2 separate regions of the Oryctolagus cuniculus genome follow, and region 2 is linked to region 1. The links are chromatin contacts, called in public Micro-C maps. All regions are on one chromosome and are shown on one strand. The core of a region is the stretch at or near the end of the contact, and the rest is flanking DNA. Distances in the headings are between cores, read along the strand shown. Region 1 holds the start of PPP1R35 (protein phosphatase 1 regulatory subunit 35). Region 2 holds the start of LRCH4 (leucine rich repeats and calponin homology domain containing 4).

The links. A called contact is a pair of places that touch in the nucleus more often than the background predicts.
Region 2: a contact with region 1 is called in a Micro-C map of ear pinna, with 3 times the contacts expected there. The contact joins the promoter of LRCH4 here to the promoter of PPP1R35 in region 1. A contact is called at or near these places in 2 of 6 Hi-C or Micro-C datasets (ear pinna and an unstated tissue).

What each region holds. Positions count from the first base shown.
Region 1 is chr19:42,648,590-42,653,293 of mOryCun1.1, forward strand. It overlaps PPP1R35 (protein phosphatase 1 regulatory subunit 35), which reads right to left and starts at 1,392. Exons shown (of 3, transcript XM_070064436.1): 1 at 174-1,392; 2 at 1-93. The coding sequence starts at 404.
Region 2 is chr19:42,796,409-42,800,656 of mOryCun1.1, forward strand. LRCH4 (leucine rich repeats and calponin homology domain containing 4) reads right to left here and starts at 1,903. Exons shown (of 18, transcript XM_051847704.2): 1 at 1,548-1,903. The coding sequence starts at 1,767. It overlaps FBXO24 (F-box protein 24), which reads left to right and starts at 2,002. Exons shown (of 10, transcript XM_017342581.3): 1 at 2,002-2,333. The coding sequence starts at 2,295.

The DNA of each region.
Region 1 (4,704 bases), core at 142-2,641:
GCCCAGGGCCAGGCTGCTGTGCAGCGCGGGGTGCTCGAGCTCCCGCGGCGCCTCGGGCCGGGCCGGGGAGGGCGGCGCCAGGCGGAACCGGACCTGGAAGCGGAGAGCGGGGCCGTGAAGGGGTGGGCGCGGGCCCGGCGGCGGGCCGGGGGCCGGGCGCTCCCGCCGCTCACCTGCCGCCCCCTCCGAGCCCCACCCCGCCGCTCCGCCTGCCCCTTCGGCCGTCTGGGGCTGCCGCTGCGCGGCTCGGGGCTCTCCGGACGCGGACTCAGGCTCAGATCCAGGCCGGGCTCCGGTAGTGGGGCTCGCGGCTCCGGGGCCCGGGGTTCTGGGGGCAGTCCTGGGGCCACCACGGCTTCATCCCCTTCCACCGACTCCAGCTCTGACTCCCCACAGCCCAGCATGTCGGAGTAACTGCGGGGGTGCAGGGGGGCGCACGGGCCAAGGGTCACGAGCACACAGCCTCGCCCCTGCGCTTCCCCCTCCCCTCCCCGGCACGGCAGCCGGAAACCGTTAGCGCTCCACCACCGGAGCGGGCGCGCCCCGCCCACCCTACGGCGCTGCCAATCGTCACTTCCGTTGTCCCGCCCCCCAGCTTCCGCCAAGTCGGGGCTTCGAGCGGAGCCGAGTAGAAGCCCTACGGGTCCTCATCTGGGCCATTTCTCCTTCGCGGCGTTCTTTGCCGGTTGCTCCCTTCTCCCGGCTTCTGAGGAGGGCCGAGTGTGTCAGCCCTCCCTGTTGGGGATCCACGTGGGGCAGCTTTAACCTAACGATCTAGTGCTTCCGCTTCTCGACCGCCCCACGGCATCTCCCGGTGTCCCGTGGCCTCTGGTTTGGGACCGGAGCTTCCCTGTACGCGCGGGGCGGGGCTCGCTGCCGCCAGCCCCGGGCGCTCTCCCGGGATTTTTTTTTTTTTTTTTCTCCTTCGAGAATTCCCTAAAGTGTTCATCTATTTTAAAAACAAATCTTGGCCGGCGCCGCGGCTCACTAGGCTAATCCTCCGCCTAGCGGCGCCGGCACACCGGGTTCTAGTCCCGGTTGGGGCGCCGGATTCTGTCCCGGTTGCCCCTCTTCCAGGCCAGCCCTCTGCTGTGGCCAGGGAGTGCAGTGGAGGATGGCCCAGGTGCTTGGGCCCTGCACCCCATGGGAGACCAGGAAAAGCACCTGGCTCCTGGCTCCTGCCATCGGATCAGCGCGGTGCGCCGGCCGCAGCGCGCCGGCCGCGGCGGCCATTGGAGGGTGAACCAACGGCAAAAAGGAAGACCTTTCTCTCTGTCTCTCTCTCTCTCACTGTCCACTCTGCCTGTCCAAATAAATAAATAAATAAATAAAACAAATCTCTTCGCTGAGTGCAGTTTTTTGTGTGTTTTAAATAAAGGAGGACCTCAATTTCTAAAAGCCTCTAAAAATAAGGAATATGAAAATGTCGGGGGGCTGTTTAAGACGCTGGGACGGGATGCCCTGATCCCTGCTCGGATTCCAGCTTCCCGCAGAGGTGCGCCTTTGAGAGGCTGCTGGTGATGGCTCAAGTTGCTGGGCCCCTGCCACCCCCGGGGTGAGCAGGATGGGGTCCCCTGAGCCCACCGTGGCCAGGCCCAGTCCTGGCCGCTGTGGACGTTTGAGGAGTGGACTGGCACAAGGCAGCTCTCTGTCCCTGTGCCTCTCAGACTTTTAAATATGTCCATTATCTCCCCTATTCAATCGTAAAAGGGGGTGGATAAACAAATATACTTATTTTTTTAAACGAAATATGTCTACGTTTTAATGATGACTTTTATGAGGAAAGAACGAAGAGAGGAGAGGCTAGATGTCTCATTATATTTTGGATATTTGGCTTTGGAAATGTATGTATTTTATATGATTGTAAATGATAAAAATTCTGAAATTCTCTAGAAACCAGAGTGAAACTAACCTAAAAGTGTATCTAGTTGATGGTATAACTACACAGTTGATGGTATAATTACACAGAAGAGAACTCTTCTGAAACTAAAACTAATTTTTAGGGGCCAGCACTGTGGCATAGCAGGTAAATCCGCCACCTGCAGTGCCAACATCCTATATGGGTGCCGGTTCAAGTCCCAGCTACCCCACTTCTGATCCAGCTCTCTGCTATGGCCTAGGAAAGCAGTAGAAGATGGCCCAAGTCCTTGGGCCCCTGCACCCATGAGGAAGTCCCAGAAGAAGCTTCTGGCTCCTGGCTTCAGATCAGCTCACCTCCAACTGTTGCGGCCATTTGGGGAGTGAACCAGCGGATGGAAGACCTCTCTCTGCCTCTGCCTCTCCCTCTCTGTAACTCTGTCTTTGAAATGAACAAATTAAAAAAAAAAAAAAAGATAGTGTTGATGTTATTTTGGTAAAGGAGATGGAGATGTAAAGTTAATATGTAAAATCTCTGTAGTCTTACATTTGGATAGAAATCTAGATGAATTCATGGTGTGTTTTGCCTTAAGTTAAAACTACCTATATTGGCCGGCGCCGCGGCTCACTAGGCTAATCCTCCGCCTTGCGGCACCGGCACACCAGGTTCTAGTCCCGGTTAGGGCGCCGGATTCTGTCCCGGTTGCCCCTCTTCCAGGCCAGCTCTCTGCTGTGGCCCGGGAGTGCAGTGGAGGATGGCCCAGGTGCTTGGGCCCTGCACCCCATGGGAGACCAGGATAAGCACCTGGCTCCTGGCTTTGGATCAGCGCGGTGTGTTGGCCACAGCGCGCTGGCTGCGGCAGCCATTGGAGGGTGAACCAACGGCAAAGGAAGACCTCTCTCTCTCTCTCACTGTCCACTCTGCCTGTCAAAAAAAAAAAAAAAAAGAAAGAAAGAAAGAAAAGAAAAAGAAAAAACTACCCATATTATAATTCTGTCCCCTGAAAAGCCCTTTGAAACAGTGAGATTTGGTGAGTACTCTTGGCACCCAAAATGTTGTCCCTAAATTCCATACCTCTGAGCACTTAAATACCTGCACACAAATACTCATAGCAACTTTATTCATAAAAACAAAACCTGGAAACCACCTGAATGTCCCTCAGTGGGAAAATGGCTAAACCACGCATGTTCTGTACCGTAGACTAATACTCAGCAATAAAAAGGAACAGATGACTGATACAACAACTTAGATGAGTGAACAAGTGATTAATGCTGAGTGAGAATAACCAATCCCGAAGGTTACACACTGTATGATTCCATTTAGACAACCCTTTAAAAAGTATTTATTGAGAAATAGTTACAGAGAGAGGAGAGAAAGAAAGGTCTTCCATCTGCTGGTTCACTCTCCAAATGGCTGCAACAGCCGGAGCTGGGCCGATCAGGAGCCAGGAGCTTCTGGGTCTCCCACGTGGGTGCAGGGGCCCAAGCACTTGGGCCATCTTCCACTGCTTTCCCAGGCCACAGCAGAGAGCTGGACTGGAAGAGGAGCAGCCAGAACGGGAACTGGTACCCCTCTGGGATGCTGGCACTGCAGGTGGAGGCTTACTTAGCCTACTGTGCCACAGCACCAGCCCCCTAGACAGCCTTTTAGAAATGACGGAAGTTTAGAAAGAAGGCAGATTGAGTGGTTGCCAGATGGTAGGTAGGACTTAAGTGCAGAGCTGATGGAAAGGAAGTTAGGTGTGGTCAGAGAGGAGCGACATCAGGGACCCTTAGGTGTCGAGATGGTCATTTACTGTGCTGATAAAAACACGAACATACACACAGGAGTCAAAACTGAAATGCAAATATTATTGGTCTATCTATTGTGTGGCTGACAGCTGTGATAGCATAGTAGAGTTTTTTTTTTGTTGTTGTTGTTGTTTTTTTTTGACAGGCAGAGTGGACAGTGAGAGAGAGAGACAGAGAGAAAGGTCTTCCTTTGCCATTGGTTCACCCTCTGATGGCCACCGTGGCCAGCGCGCTGCAGCCGGCGCACCATGCTGATCTGATGGCAGGGTGTAGGGCCCAAGCACTTGGGCCATCCTCCACTGCACTCCCTGGTCACAGCAGAGAGCTGGCCTGGAAGAGGGGCAACCGGGACAGAATCCGGCGCCCCAACCGGGACTAGAACCTGGTGTGCCGGCGCCGAAAGGCGGAGGATTAGCCTAGTGAGCCGCGCCGCCGGCCAGCATAGTAGTTTTGCAAAATGTTATTATTTGGAAAACTGGAGAAAGGAAGAGGTATTACTCTTCTTTTTCTTTTAACTGCATGTGATGTACAATTAATTATCTCAATAAAAATTTTCACATAAAAATAATGTTGGGGTTAGGAAGAGTATTTGAGTGTGCATAGGTGAAGAAAAGATTAGACAAATGCTGATGATTATTGAAGCTGGCTGGTGGGCACATGGGGTGTTACTTTTGTGTATATATTTTTGAATATTTCTATGACTGAATTTCTTGTTGTTGTTTTAAAGGAGACTGAGGCAGCTTCGGCAAACAGGAAGTGTTGGAGCAGGAACTCACACCTGCCCTCCTGACCTTGCCTGTGCTGACTTGGGTCCTACAGGAACCCTCGCAGTGAGCTCAGCCTTAAAACCTGGTCCCTCCCTGGCCTCAGGCCATGTGTGCCCCGCACAGGCTGTGGGCCTCCAGGAAGCAGAAAGTTCAGCAGTGACTTTAAAGAAGCAGTAAGGATGTGAGGCTGGGTGGGCACAGAGGCAGGAAATGAGACATCTCAGTGCTACCTGCACTGCTCTAGGGAACCAAGCTGAAAGGCCAGGAAGACGGCCCAAGTCTCTGGGCC
Region 2 (4,248 bases), core at 653-3,152, 150 kb after region 1:
GGGCAAGCAGCCTTTCGGGACGGGGTATGGGCAGCTTTGTTTGTGTCACTTCCCCTTTCTGCCCCAGGCCATGAGTGCCCTGCGGTGGGGAGGGGCACCGAGGAGAGCGTTCTGGACCCGAGATGGACCCCACCTGGTCTCGAACCTGGGCCCCAAAGGGCTAACTGCTGGGGATTCTCAGGAAGCTGGGACCTCCCCAGAGAGCACACAGAAGCATCTGCTGCACCCAGAGCCGGAATGCTGGGGGGGGGGGGGCGGGAGCTGGGAGTTCTGGGTAGTTTTCCCCAAGAGTCCACTCACTGAGCCAGAGCCCTGAGGAAGTAAAGAATAACATTTGGTCTTTGTCAAAAAACAAGCGAGGGGGAGGGGCGAGTGTCACACAGCTGCTGAGGTCAATCTGGAGCTGGGGGTTGGGGGGGGCAGGACTGAGGGATGGGAACGGCCCCTGGGGCTCACCCCGTTCCCCAACTCACTGCACAGCCAGCGAGGCAAGCGGAGAGGCTGAAAGGGCGACAGCGTGTCCAGGCCAGCCGACCCACGACCCACGCAGGTGAGCCGGCACCTGCTGGAGAAGCAATGCGCTCCTCGGCCCAGCCCCACTGAGGGAGGAGAGGCCGAGGGAGGCCTCTTCACACCCCAGCAGGGAATGCGGGCCTCCGCCCTGCTCCTGGTCCCCACCCCCCAGCTGCCAGCGCCAGAGCAGAGGCTGCGTCCTGGGCAGCTGTGGCCTGACTCACCTGTCACGGCAGAGTCTCCCACCCCCTAGCACCAACAGGCACGAGGGTGGAGGGGAGCCCTGAGCTGGCCCGGCACTGCCAGCCCTCCCTCCTCTCAGCCACTGCCTCAGTTCCTCCCCCTTGGGAAAGCAGAAACTGCCATGGGAATTCCAGGACACCTATGAAGTCACAGGCCCCGCAGTGACCTCACAGCGCGGGGACGAGGAAAAGCCTGGGACGAGGGCTCGGGCAAACAGGCGGAAGAGCTTAGGGAGAAAAGAGTGAGGGGAGCCCGGAGACCTGCTCCTTTCCCATTGGCTGGCTGGGGGACCTTGGTGGGCGGGACCCCGGCAAAGCAAGCAGATGCATCAGGTGGTCCGGGACCACCAGGCACGCCAAGGGGGTGCCCGGGGCTGCTCGGATCTCGGTGAAAAGGGGGCAGGAGTTGCAGAAGGAATGGTTAGAGGCGCTCGCGGAGGCTGCTTTATGGAACGATCAGAACTGAGGTGGAAGGTCATGCAAATGAACCAACCAGGTGAGGGGCGGGACCCTTCTACAGGTGCGCAGGTATGCAAATAAAGCGAGTGCCTGACAACGCAAGGCCCGAAACGCTAGGCGTCCAGTGCAACCGAGGAAAGTGTTCATTGTCTAAGGGGTCCTACAACGGGGAGGGGGTGTTCGCAGGCTGATGTCACTCGGGAGCGGCGGGGGCTCCCGACAGCCAGGTGAAGGGGCGGGCTGGGCTCCCGGAGGGGCGGGGCAAGAGTGGGGGCGAGGCTATGCAAATGATGGTCCCAGTCGGGCCCGGGGCCCGGGGCCCGAGCCACTCACCAGCCTGGGTGATGTCGGACAGGTCGTAGCTGCGGGCCGCGCCCCGGGGGAAGTGCTTCAAGCGCCGGTTAGACAGGTTCAGGGTCCCGGTGGCCACGGCCTCCTCTAGGGCCCGCTCTGCACTGCGGCTCCCGGGCAGACCAGGAGACCCTGGCACGGAGATCGTGGCCGTCGCCTCCTCACCACCGGCGGCGAGTGGGGCCGCTACCGCCGCCGCCATCCGCTCCCGGCGGCTCCCGCGGCCTGACTGACGGGACCGGCCGTCCCTCCGTCCCCCTCCCCCTCCTCGGGGCTGCCGTAGTCGTCTCGAGGGGGAGGAAGCGGGGTCACGGACCAGCGGACCAATCGTGGGCCCGAGACGCGACGGAAGCGGCTAATCAGAGCCCGCCGGGGGGCGGAGCCTCTGTGCCCGGAGCCCGGAGCGGGATGGGAGGGGGACTAGAATGGAGCGCACGCTAACGGCCGACGCTCCAAGCCCAGCCCGCCCCGCGCAGCCGTATCCAATCACCGTGCTTAGATGGCTTGCGATGGAGCCAATCAGGTCCAACCGGGAGGCGGGGACGACGGGGCTCCTCTAGATGGAATAGAGGCGGAGACTAGAAGCCGCAGGCCGCCCAGGGCTTCGTCCAAGGAAATCCAATTGCAAGCCAGATACAGACGAGTGATTGTCGAGAAGACCAATTAGATCCTTCGGAGGAAATCAGGCCCAGCCTCTTTCTCTGAGGGACGGGCCTACCTACCAGTAGCATGGGCGAGAAGGCGGTCCCTTCGCTAAGGAGGAGGCGGGTGAGCTAGAACTTTGAGGTAAAGAATGTGAGGGAGGCGTGCCGGGTTGGCCGAGAGAGAGCAGTGCGGGGGCTGAAGTAGCGTGGCGCACGCTGGACGCGTTAGGGAGCTAGCCAGGGAGCCAGTGTGCAGGCCGTTGTCGCAGCCGAAGGGACCGCGGGGACCGTTTCTGGCTGCGGAGGCTGAGGGGCCGCTAGGATCTCGGGTCCCGGGCGGGCGGCTTCCTGGGGGCTGTAGACACCCAGCCCGAGCAGCTCCGCGCGGCCGCAGTCGTGATGACCAGACCTGGGCTTTCTGTTTTTAAGAGAGGGAGAGACAGAGATCTTCCGTCCACTGGTTCACTTCCCAGATGCCCACAGCTGTCGGGGCAGGACCAGACGGAAGCCAGGAGCCTGGAACTCCATTCGCGTCTCCCACATGGATGGCGGGGGCCCAAGAACTCGCGCCATCGTCCACCGCTTTCTCGGGCACCTTAGCAGGGAGCAGGCTGGGAAGTAGAGCAGTCGGGATTCGAACTGGCGCTCATGTGGGACGATGGGGTTACAGCCCGGGCTTAACCCGCTGTGAGCCTACACTAGCCCCGTGACAGAATGAGAACAAGTTCTTCGTTTTCCAAATCAGGAAACTGAGGCAGAGGGCAGCCTGCAAGTTCCTGACAACCCCCAGTGCTCCACGCAGCGCCCCCCCCCCCCCACTTTGTACAGTGACACCACCTCTTGCTTGCTCCATGGGCTAAAATGGAGAAAGAGGAGGGGGACTGAGATGCGAGACAAAACATGGCCTTCTCGGAGTTGGTAGCATCCTGGTAGCGCCATCAGCGACCGAGAGGCCACTTCTGTGCTGTCCGTGGCCCAGCCACAGGATGGCTGATGACGCTGCGTCCCTACTGCTGATTTCCTGAACATCTGTTAAGTGAACATTCCATCTTGGGTGTTGCAAACTAGGTGTTTGCTTGTCACCGTGAGCAAGGGAGTCAGATGGCGTGGTGGACAGCTTGTTCGCCAGCGCAGCTAACGAAACGGTCTATGCAGCCCTGCACAGAGGAGCTCGCTGGCCAGCAGGACTGGGTTGCTATGGGCCCCTGGAAGAGTCAGCGACGCCTGGGACTTATTGGTGCACATCTCTGGCCCCTACCTGGATGGCTACAACACCAGCTCCTGTGCTTTCTCCTCGTAAATGCCCCCCCCCGCCCGCCCCCCATAAGACAAAGCTAAGAGCTCAGATTCTGGGAGGTGTCCTAAGCTGTCACAGTCAGGTCATCCCTTTCTCCTACCTCACTAGGTTGTCTTCACACGTGCAGTGTCCATACTAAGAACGCGGTCTGCTTTAGCCTTTCGCGAGACTGTGCAGAATTTGTGCTGAACTGTTCCCACTCCCATCCCGTGCATGCTTTTGTGAGCTGGGTGGGCCTGGCCCGGGTCCCCAAGAGGCCCCAGCCTGCTCAGGCGTCAAGGGTTCTGCAGTGTTTCTTTGCAGCATCGGTGCTACAAGGGCCTCAAGTGGGAAAACCTCCTGCAGGTCCCGAAAGTACAGGCCTCGTCTGCCAGGAACACAGACTTTATTTCTCCACTCAAATGCACATTCTATGAGTCGTCAGGTGGCCAGAGCTGAGCTGGAACCCAGGAGCTAGAAGATAAAGTCCAGAGCCAGGTTAAGGGGAACAGGTCACAGTGGCTGGACAGTGAGGTCACAGAGAGGTTTGTTTGCCCCAGACTCCATGAGGGAGGGGCCTTGAAGGCAGAGGGGCCCTAAAAGCCCCCCAAGCCCAGGCAGGGGACATGGTGTGGGAAAGGCAGCAGGGCCGGGGGCCAGGGAACTGTGTACGGGGGGCCCAGGGGCCCAGAGAGATGAGGGCAGGAGCAGGGAGGGGGCAGTCAGGATGGTGAGGAGAAGCCAGAGACGGAAGCTGCAAAAA